Regions from separate parts of the Sus scrofa genome. Here region 2 is linked to region 1. Evidence: chromatin contacts called from public HiChIP or PLAC-seq data. All regions are on one chromosome and are shown on one strand. The core of a region is the stretch at or near the end of the contact, and the rest is flanking DNA. Distances in the headings are between cores, read along the strand shown.

Region 1 (4,295 bases), core at 1,225-3,724:
TTCGAAAAAACTTAAGCTTGATGAAAATAAAATTATCCCAAAAGCAAATTATGTATAACTTTCAATATTATAAAGCTTTTACATATATTATTCCATTGGAAAAGTCAGGTGTAATCCACAATGACTAATTCTTTTTTTTTTTTTTTTTTGGTTTTTAGAGCCACACCCGCGGCACATGGAAGTTCCCAGGTTAGGGGTTTGAATCGGAGCTACAGCTGCCAGCCTACGCCACAGTCACATCAACGTGGGATCTGAGCTGCTTCTGTGACCAACACCACAGCTCAAGGGCAACACCGGATCCCCAACCCACTGAACAAGGCCAGGAATCAAACCGCAACCTCATAGACATTAGTCGGATTCATTTTCACTGGGCCGCAACAGTAACTCCCCCCAATGAGTAGTTCTGAAAAGCAGCAGTTTAACATACGTAATGGGAGTATAGTTCTAGCCACTGACCAGGTCTCTTAGGATAGTGCGGTGGCTCATATGCAGAGTATGACCTAGAACATACATCAGCTAGAATAAACACAGATTTATTATACTTGGACGTATGCCAAAAACCAGAATGTCAAAAAGTGCCACATTTGGTCTGTTTAATTTTTTACATTAAGAGCTCTTACGAGGAGTTCCTGTTTTGGCTCAGTGGGTTAAGAACCCAGCATAGTCTCTGTGAGAATGGGGGTTCAATCCTTGGCCTCACTCAGAAGGTTAAAGATCTGGCACTGCCATAGGATAAGGTGTAAGTCACAAATGTGGCTCAGACCCAATGTTGCTGTGGATGGAGTGTAGGCCACAGCTGAAGCTCTGCTTTGACCCCTAGCCTGGGAACTTCCATGTGCCACAGGCATGGCCATTAAAAAGAAAAAAAAAATTAAAGAGCTAATATGAGATAAAATTTACAGATGACGTAAAAGTATAAATTTAACTACAACAGATGATATAGCATCCAAATACATGTTAGCAGGCTTGAACAACGGCGCAAAACGAGACCACATTCAGGAAGGGTAAATGTACTCGGGTTTAGGTACAGGATCAATGAGACACAGGTCTTAGAAGCAGTTCCGACCAGAGTGCCAGAGTGGGATGCAGCTGTTATCAAACCTAGCCCCCTAGCATCCCGACAGTCCAGAACAAAGCGGGTGGCAGGCTGGCTCTATGCCAGCCATAACTTGGGAGCATTCAGCTTAGTCGTAGATTCACATTTGAACGGGCTTACACAAAAATGAAGTTTATCAAAGATTTAAGAACATGGTGGTAGAGGGACTTGAAACCACATAACTGATAAAATAAAGGAACTAGTTAGCCCAGTGAAAACTCAGATAAAACAAACACCATCTTCAAATACAATATAGAAGATGGATTTAGATTTATCCTGTGTGGTTTAAGAAAGCAGAAGTAGAAAACAAATCCAAGAAACACTTCATAAGTTATTATATGGAAGACTTTCCTAACAATTTAAATTACCAGAAACAAAATACTTTATGAAGTGATAAAAGGTATTTAAAATTATACCTTAGAAGCAATTTACATATCAAGTAGGAAAGGACATGTATATAATACATGAACTTTTAAGATTCACCGTTATTCTAATGACAAAACAATTAAGAATCAACATATCATATGTATCTGTAAGGAAATGGTCTCGGACCAAGAAGATTTACTAAATGAGAGAATTAGTACTTGCTAAATCTGCACAGTTACAGTAACTAAAATCTTTACAAAGTGTCCTACGGTTCCTCACATCTGTGAACAGTCTCTCCTTTCCTGTCCCATGTGAGGGTACAGAACAGGAGAGGGCTAAATAGAAACTTGAAACAAAAGCAACATTTAAAAGTAAAATTACTGCTGCAATTCACGGGAAAAGACTGATCAATGACCACTATCATATTCAGAGTTAAAAAAATTCATGTCATTCATTTTTAATATTTTAAAAGCTTAGTTCCTCTTTAGAACTTTGTCTCCTCTGAAATCTTGCAAGAACAAGCCCATAATGGGTTAAGTCCAAAAAATAAAGGAGCAACAGAGCAAATCTGACTGCATGTTTGAAAAAGCCTATAAAATGTTACAAGCAAAACAGGAAAGCCTGTGTTAATAATGCATAAACCAAAAGAGAAAAAAGCTACCCATTTAATGGAATAATGCTTTTATCCCTGCAGTTAAAATGAAATAAACCATGACTATTAATCTAGTAAGACCATGTAAAAATGTAATTTTTAAACATTTACTAAAAGGGGATAGTTCAGTAACCACTCTAAAAAGCAAGGCCTTGTGTACAGCAGCATTTAAACGCTAAATACCAATCTCCTGTCTGTGGACTCCATTACCCACCCTGTCGCCATAGCAACGCTAACAGTATGCCTGACTTCAAAGACAAAGATGTAATTTCAGACTTCCAGCAGCCAGAGGGAGTGGTAAGAATATTCTACCCAGGCGGTGTCAGCTGATGATAAATTATAAAAATATCCAGGAAGGTTATGAGGCGGACTGTACCACATATTCCCATATTCCTGGGGGAAGACTTACATTAGTCAAACACACTGGGAGACAGCAAGAGTAAAACAAAAAGTAAACAAGAAAGAATCTCAATGGAATTTTATTTTTTTTTCTTTTTTAAAATTACATGGTACAGAGTTCTGTCTTCCTTTTCTCTTGCTCCCAAGAGAAAATAAAAATAGCTTCTACCATCCCCTTTCTCATTCAAATTAAGAGTGACTGAAGACGTGCATGCTTGTTCCAAGGGACTTGCAAAACCACCTCCATAACTGCTACGCCTATACATGTGTGAAACTCCAGCATTTGTCACAAATTGTTTTAAGCACAAGCAGTCCGCTAAGGGAGCAACATCGATTTGCGCACTTCAGCTACTGGAGAACAGCTACCCTAACTCTGGGAGCTTTTGCCCAACCACCCAAAATCTAAGCCAAACATACTCAAGACACTTTTTAAGCCCTCTCAAGGGGAAATACTGAAAAATAATTTGCCAATTTATAGGTTATTGTGTTTTTAAAAACAAACAAAACTGACACAGATAGTGTCATTTCATGATTTTGCAGCCGAACAGTTTTTTAAAAGCACAAGCCCTTATAATGAAAAGAGCCAGAAAACTCTGAGCAAGTAATTTTCCTAGAGTCAATGAAATACCAAATACTGGCATTAAAGTCGTTTTGAAGATTCTCTACAAGAAGAGACTACCAGACTACTAGGACTTCCTTATACTCATAAGAAGTTATAAATGACTACTGGCTAACAAATGAACAAATAAATGAAAGAGCTGTTTTACTGTAATGTTATCATTGTTCTATAAGAATAAATGTTAAATTTTCTTTTTGTTACATTCTGTCCTATGGTTTGGGGCTCAAAAAAGTCTGATTCTCTTCCAACAAAAGAGGCGCAATACGGCTGCCCCTTTTCAACAGATCTGAAGGCCACAACCTGTTCCCCTCCCCTGAAAAGGCTGATGAATGGCCAAAAGGCAAAGATACTTCTGGACTCAAATCAGGGCTGGTGTCAAGCTCCTTACCCAGTACTGGGTCTCCGCCTGCTGCCCACACTCCCTCTCTTTAAAACCTAGGGCACAACAACCAAAATATAGCTGGAGTCTAAGTTTCTCCCATGGCTGTTCCTGGGGGCTGGGGGCGAGATACACCACACCTGCTTTAGTGTCCCTCCCCACTGAAGCTCTGGAAGAACCAGGTGGATTATGGATTTATCCTTTTTCTCCTGAAGAACACATCTCCAATTTTAGAATGCACTCAAGCCAAGAGTTACAAGAAAAAGAAATCACACAAATTTTACCGCAAGATATAAATTGGAGTGGCTGTAATTATTAAGTCACTTAGTGCAGTGTTTGCATTGTAAAATGTAGACCATTGCAAGTCTTCGCTAATTAACCTGAAATCTACATTTTATAACACAAAGATTAGCAATCTTCTCCCTAAAAACATAAAACAGGAAAATGCCAAATTGCAAAATAAAATACCATCTATTCCTCAAAACGAAACTAAATTGATACAAGACACTCCCTTTACTATTTTCTTACTAAACGACTTTCATCTTGGAGCATATACTATGCTTATAAAAAATTATTTTTAAAAACTACTGTGAAATGAAAATGGCCCAATAAACTACTCATTTAGACAGAACTGCTGAATTTATAATTTCAACAGTTGAGCAAGTTACAGAAAAAATGGCCCATCATTCATTTGTGTGACAGGATGCCTAATTTAGGTCCTGGATAATCATTCTAAGTAACATGAAAAAACTTCTTTAACACTCTAAGAAACTAGAAAACCCAC
Region 2 (4,197 bases), core at 1,687-4,186, 160 kb after region 1:
ATAATGACAGCTTCCACAACATAAATTCAAGCCACTCGCCTAAATCTACTCATGCTAGTAACTGCTGAGAGCGAACAGAGACAGCCGAGCATCTGAGAAGGCAATGGAGTTCCCGCTGTGCCTACGCCACTTTCTTAACATGTGCCTTAAGCGGGTCTAGACTGTGCCTTTGTCTACTCATTTTAAAATGGGTACAATAAGAGCACCTCATTCATAGGTGATGCATACATGGTGCTTAGCGCAGTGCTTGACACCTAACAACTATTCAACGAAGTACATTACAAATGATTCAATACTTAATATCTCAGTACAATGGAAAAGCTAATGAGGTTCCCTAGAGGTTTCAAGCACCAGAGGAAATCTGACCTGGAATCTTAAAACTCCCAAGGGGATGTGGATGCGAGCTGTAATTTAAAGAATGGCGTCACTATAAATAAGTAGTAGAAAACACACACCTGTCTCAGAGTAACAATTTTAACATCAAAGTACAACTTTCAACATAGACCAAACCGTTTAAGAATATTTAGTGGCCAATCCTGACTGCCAGCTCTCAAATACAAGTTTTCAGAGGAGATAATGAGATAATGTTTAGCAACTTTTACTCCTACTGACCATCGCCTTAGCCCAAGATTATTGCCAAAACCAGAGCTAATTTCCCAAATACAATCACCTGTTTCTTTTGGGGGGAAGGGGCAATGGCTTAACCACACCTGCAGCATATGAAAGTTCCCAAGTCAGGAATCAAACCAGATCCTTAACCTGCTATGCCACCAGGGAACTCCTATTATAAGGAGTCTCTCCAGACAGCAAAGATATTTCCATGAGACCAGCTGGCTCACTACTCCGAGGTCACAATCCAGCTTGCCAAAGGTTATCAAGAGCACCCAACACACACTGTAGTTCAATATATTACAAAATTTATTTTCTGGAAATGTTTATAAATAATTTTTATAAAAACGTAGCTCCTTCTGCAGCCTACAAACCTAGTGAAATACCCTCCGCCTTTAATAAAGGGTGAACCTGGCTCAGGCTTGACTCTTGGGGCCATCATTTCATGGCCTTGGTTGAAGTACATGTGCCCCTCTGATCCTACGTTTCCTTAGAATCTATAAAAGGAGGATGCAAGAGCCGTCACGAGGGAATGCTGCAAGGATTTAACAGGAGACGATCCAACAGGCACGGCCCTCCACAGGCACACAGCAAGTCCTGTCCGCGGGGGAGGCATCAGGCACTGGGGACACAAGGAAAAGAACAGTCCCTTCTATGCCCGCCACAGCAGTGTCTGTCCACTGGGAGAGGAGAAAGGACAACTGACACTTAGGGGGCACCCGGCACAGTGCCTGACACAAGGAAGACAGCACAGCAAAGGCGAGTTCTCTACCCCTCTTCCAGGTCTTTTTTTTTTTTTTTTTTTTTTTTTTTTTAATTTTGAAACCAAGCCAATAACCCCACCCCTCTTTCAACCATCTCGAAGCCTCTTTCTCATTTCCTAGTCACTGCTGCTCCTACTGCTTGTCTCCTTCCCGAGTGCTCTCCCAAAGGTCACCAATGACCAAACGACCCGGACATCCGCTCCCACTCTTACCTGACCACTCCTCGGCGCTTACCACAGCTATGCACACCTTTCTTCCAGAAACCTCTGCCCTCCATGGCTTCTGTGGAGCACGCCCTACATTCTCCATCTCCTTCTACAGCTCTTTGGCTGGCTCCTTTTTCACACTTTAAACGTCAGTGCTCCCTGAATTCCTCAGCACCCCTCTCTTCACACACATGGCAAGGGCAAGCTCATGGACCCACGCTCCACCGACACCCCCTGCTGAGCACCCACGTTTATATTCTGGGCCGAGATCTCCCTCCTCTACTCCAGATCCCTATTTTCTATCTGCCTACGAGCATCTCCATTTAGCTGTTTGGAACACATCTCAAACCCAACATGTCCAAAACCACAGCCTGTTACTAAATATACAGGATGATTCAAAAGCAACTGAACACCTTCAAAAGTTACGGTACCATGTGATGTCTCCCTGCGGAGTCCGAGCCAGAACTCTGGGTCTGCACCACCCCTTCTTCTCAGCGAGGAGGACATGCAGGCAGCATTGGGGCTGCCATGTGCCATTTCAACCAGTGACAGTGAAAATGTCACCATCCTGTGACACAAGAGGTGCATTTCTAAGAGACTACAGAAAGAACCGGTAGCTCCTTTACAAATTTTTAGTATATATATTTTGTTGTTGTTGTTGTTGTTGTTGTTCTCATGACCACACCGCAGCATGTGAAAGTTCTGGGGCCGGGGGCTGAATCTGAGCCGCAGCTGCTGCAATGTCAGATCCTTTAACCCACTGGGCTGGGCCAGGGATCAAACCCATGCCTCCACAGCCACCCAAGTCACTTAAGTCAGATTCTTTTCTTTTTCTTTCCATTTTTTTTTTTTGCTTTTTAGGGCCACACCCACGGCATATGGAAGTTCCCAGGCTAGGGGTCAAATCAGAGCTGCAGCTGCCAGCCTACACCACAGCCACAGCAATGCAGGATCTGAGCTGTGTCTGTGGCCTACACCACAGCTTACGGCAATGCTGGTTCCTTGACCCACTGAGCGAGGCCAGGGTTCCAACCAGAGTCTTCATGGACACTAGTCAGATTCACTACCTCGGAGCCACGACGGGAACTCCTGCAGTCAGAGCCTTAACCCACTGCACCACAGCATGAATTCCCGCAGTACATATTCTTATACAGCCTCATTATTATGAAATCTTCGATTCTTTCAAGTTCCCCCGTGCTGCTGTTCCTCCCTGGTAGATGCAGGGATCTGCCATCTCTGGGGACTCAAGTTGTACTGGAAGATAAACCCAGAAGCAGGGTCTGGGTCTCATTCACTGCTGTAAGCCTAGTTCCAACACTCTGTCACACAACAGGTGCTAAACAGATATCAGTGTCTCGATAGGCATGGAGAGCTGTTTGTTGAATGAGTCAAGTACACATAAAGTGGTGCAGTAGCTGGCAATCAACTCAGGTCCAAGCCTGGCTCCCCACTCTTCCTCCGCAGGATCTCTTGGGGCGTGGAGGGTGTCCCCAGAGCTCTACAACCCTGTTTCTCCTGCAGACGGGGCCCAAGGTGCTCCAAGACACCAAGGCATGTCCGCCTGGCCGGCTTCTCCCCGATGCCCTTAGAAGGTCACAAGGGACCAGCCAGTGCAGCCTGCCTCCTCCCTGAGGCCTGGCAGAACTTGCTGCATCTCACCTGCCTGCTTCTACAGGTGCCTCGCTTCTAACCTGCCGCCCACAGCTGCTCGACTAACCTCTCCACTCTGTACTCTTCATACAGCCAAGGGGAAGGTTACCACGGCGAACCAAATTACTATCATCTGTGCCTGGAAAAGGAGGCGATGGCTTTATTCTTCTTTGACAGAGTTAAGTTCATGAGCATTTTGACAGTGATTTTCTTAGGGCTTTCTCAGCTATTTCGGAATGTTAAGATTATACTGTCGAAAATCATAGCACTAGATGAATGATACATTCCTACAGAAATTCTCTGAAAGCACTGACACGGGTAGACAGCTGTTAGCTTTCCAGGCAAAAGATACCTCATATCACAACGAACAAGATTAACACGTGGCTGCAAAGACAATGAAGATGCCCAGCCCTTCAGAAGCCTGAAGGCCGAACAAAACCAAAGGTCCGATCTTAGAGAAAAGGATGTGCCTGTGACACTCAGCAACAAACCTAAAAAACAGGTTTCCAGTTTTGTTCTGTTTTTTTCTCTCTGTGGTTCCTACAGGATGTTAATTCATTTGCTTGAGATGGGTTAGGTACAGTCAGCATTAACTACAAAAACTATAAACCCATGGGCACTCCAGTAGTGATACATTATTATAAATAAAACAAAATCAAAAGAGGAAACAGAGACAGGAAAGCCTTCATTTAATCCCAAGCTAAAAACAGCACTATGGCAATACCTCGTCTGGAAATTCTTGCAGCCTCAAATTTAGGAGCAAGCAGGAGGTGAGGGAAATGCAAGCGGAAAACCCAGGAAATAGACATGAACAGAGCCAGTGCTGCCATCCTGCCTACTGCTCAAAAACCTCTGCAGCAGTGGTTAAGTGGGATTTAACTTCACATCACTTGCTTCAAACAAGGTTATGAGCCAAATTGATTTTTTTTTTTTCAAAGCTATGAGATTTGGTTTTATTTTAAAAGACA

What was found. HiChIP or PLAC-seq counts read pairs in DNA pulled down with a chosen protein or histone mark.
Region 2: a contact with region 1 is called in an H3K27ac HiChIP or PLAC-seq map of skeletal muscle. The contact joins two enhancer-like sites. A contact is called at or near these places in 1 of 47 Hi-C or Micro-C datasets (skeletal muscle) and 2 of 2 datasets of contacts at active chromatin or transcription factors (alveolar macrophages and skeletal muscle).

Annotation. Positions count from the first base shown.
Region 1 is chr1:10,051,612-10,055,906 of Sscrofa11.1, forward strand. The region is part of intron 3 of ARID1B (AT-rich interactive domain-containing protein 1B); the gene reads right to left. Among named protein-coding and RNA genes, the nearest start is that of ARID1B, 170 kb to the right of the region's middle. Within about 2 kb of position 2,475, at least 19 of the 83 cell types and tissues checked have an H3K27ac peak or open chromatin away from gene starts, as enhancers often do. A contact at or near this core is called in skeletal muscle, where this site is marked.
Region 2 is chr1:10,206,250-10,210,446 of Sscrofa11.1, forward strand. All of the region lies in intron 1 of ARID1B (AT-rich interactive domain-containing protein 1B), which reads right to left. Among named protein-coding and RNA genes, the nearest start is that of ARID1B, 19 kb to the right of the region's middle. Within about 2 kb of position 2,937, at least 5 of the 83 cell types and tissues checked have an H3K27ac peak or open chromatin away from gene starts, as enhancers often do. A contact at or near this core is called in skeletal muscle, where this site is marked.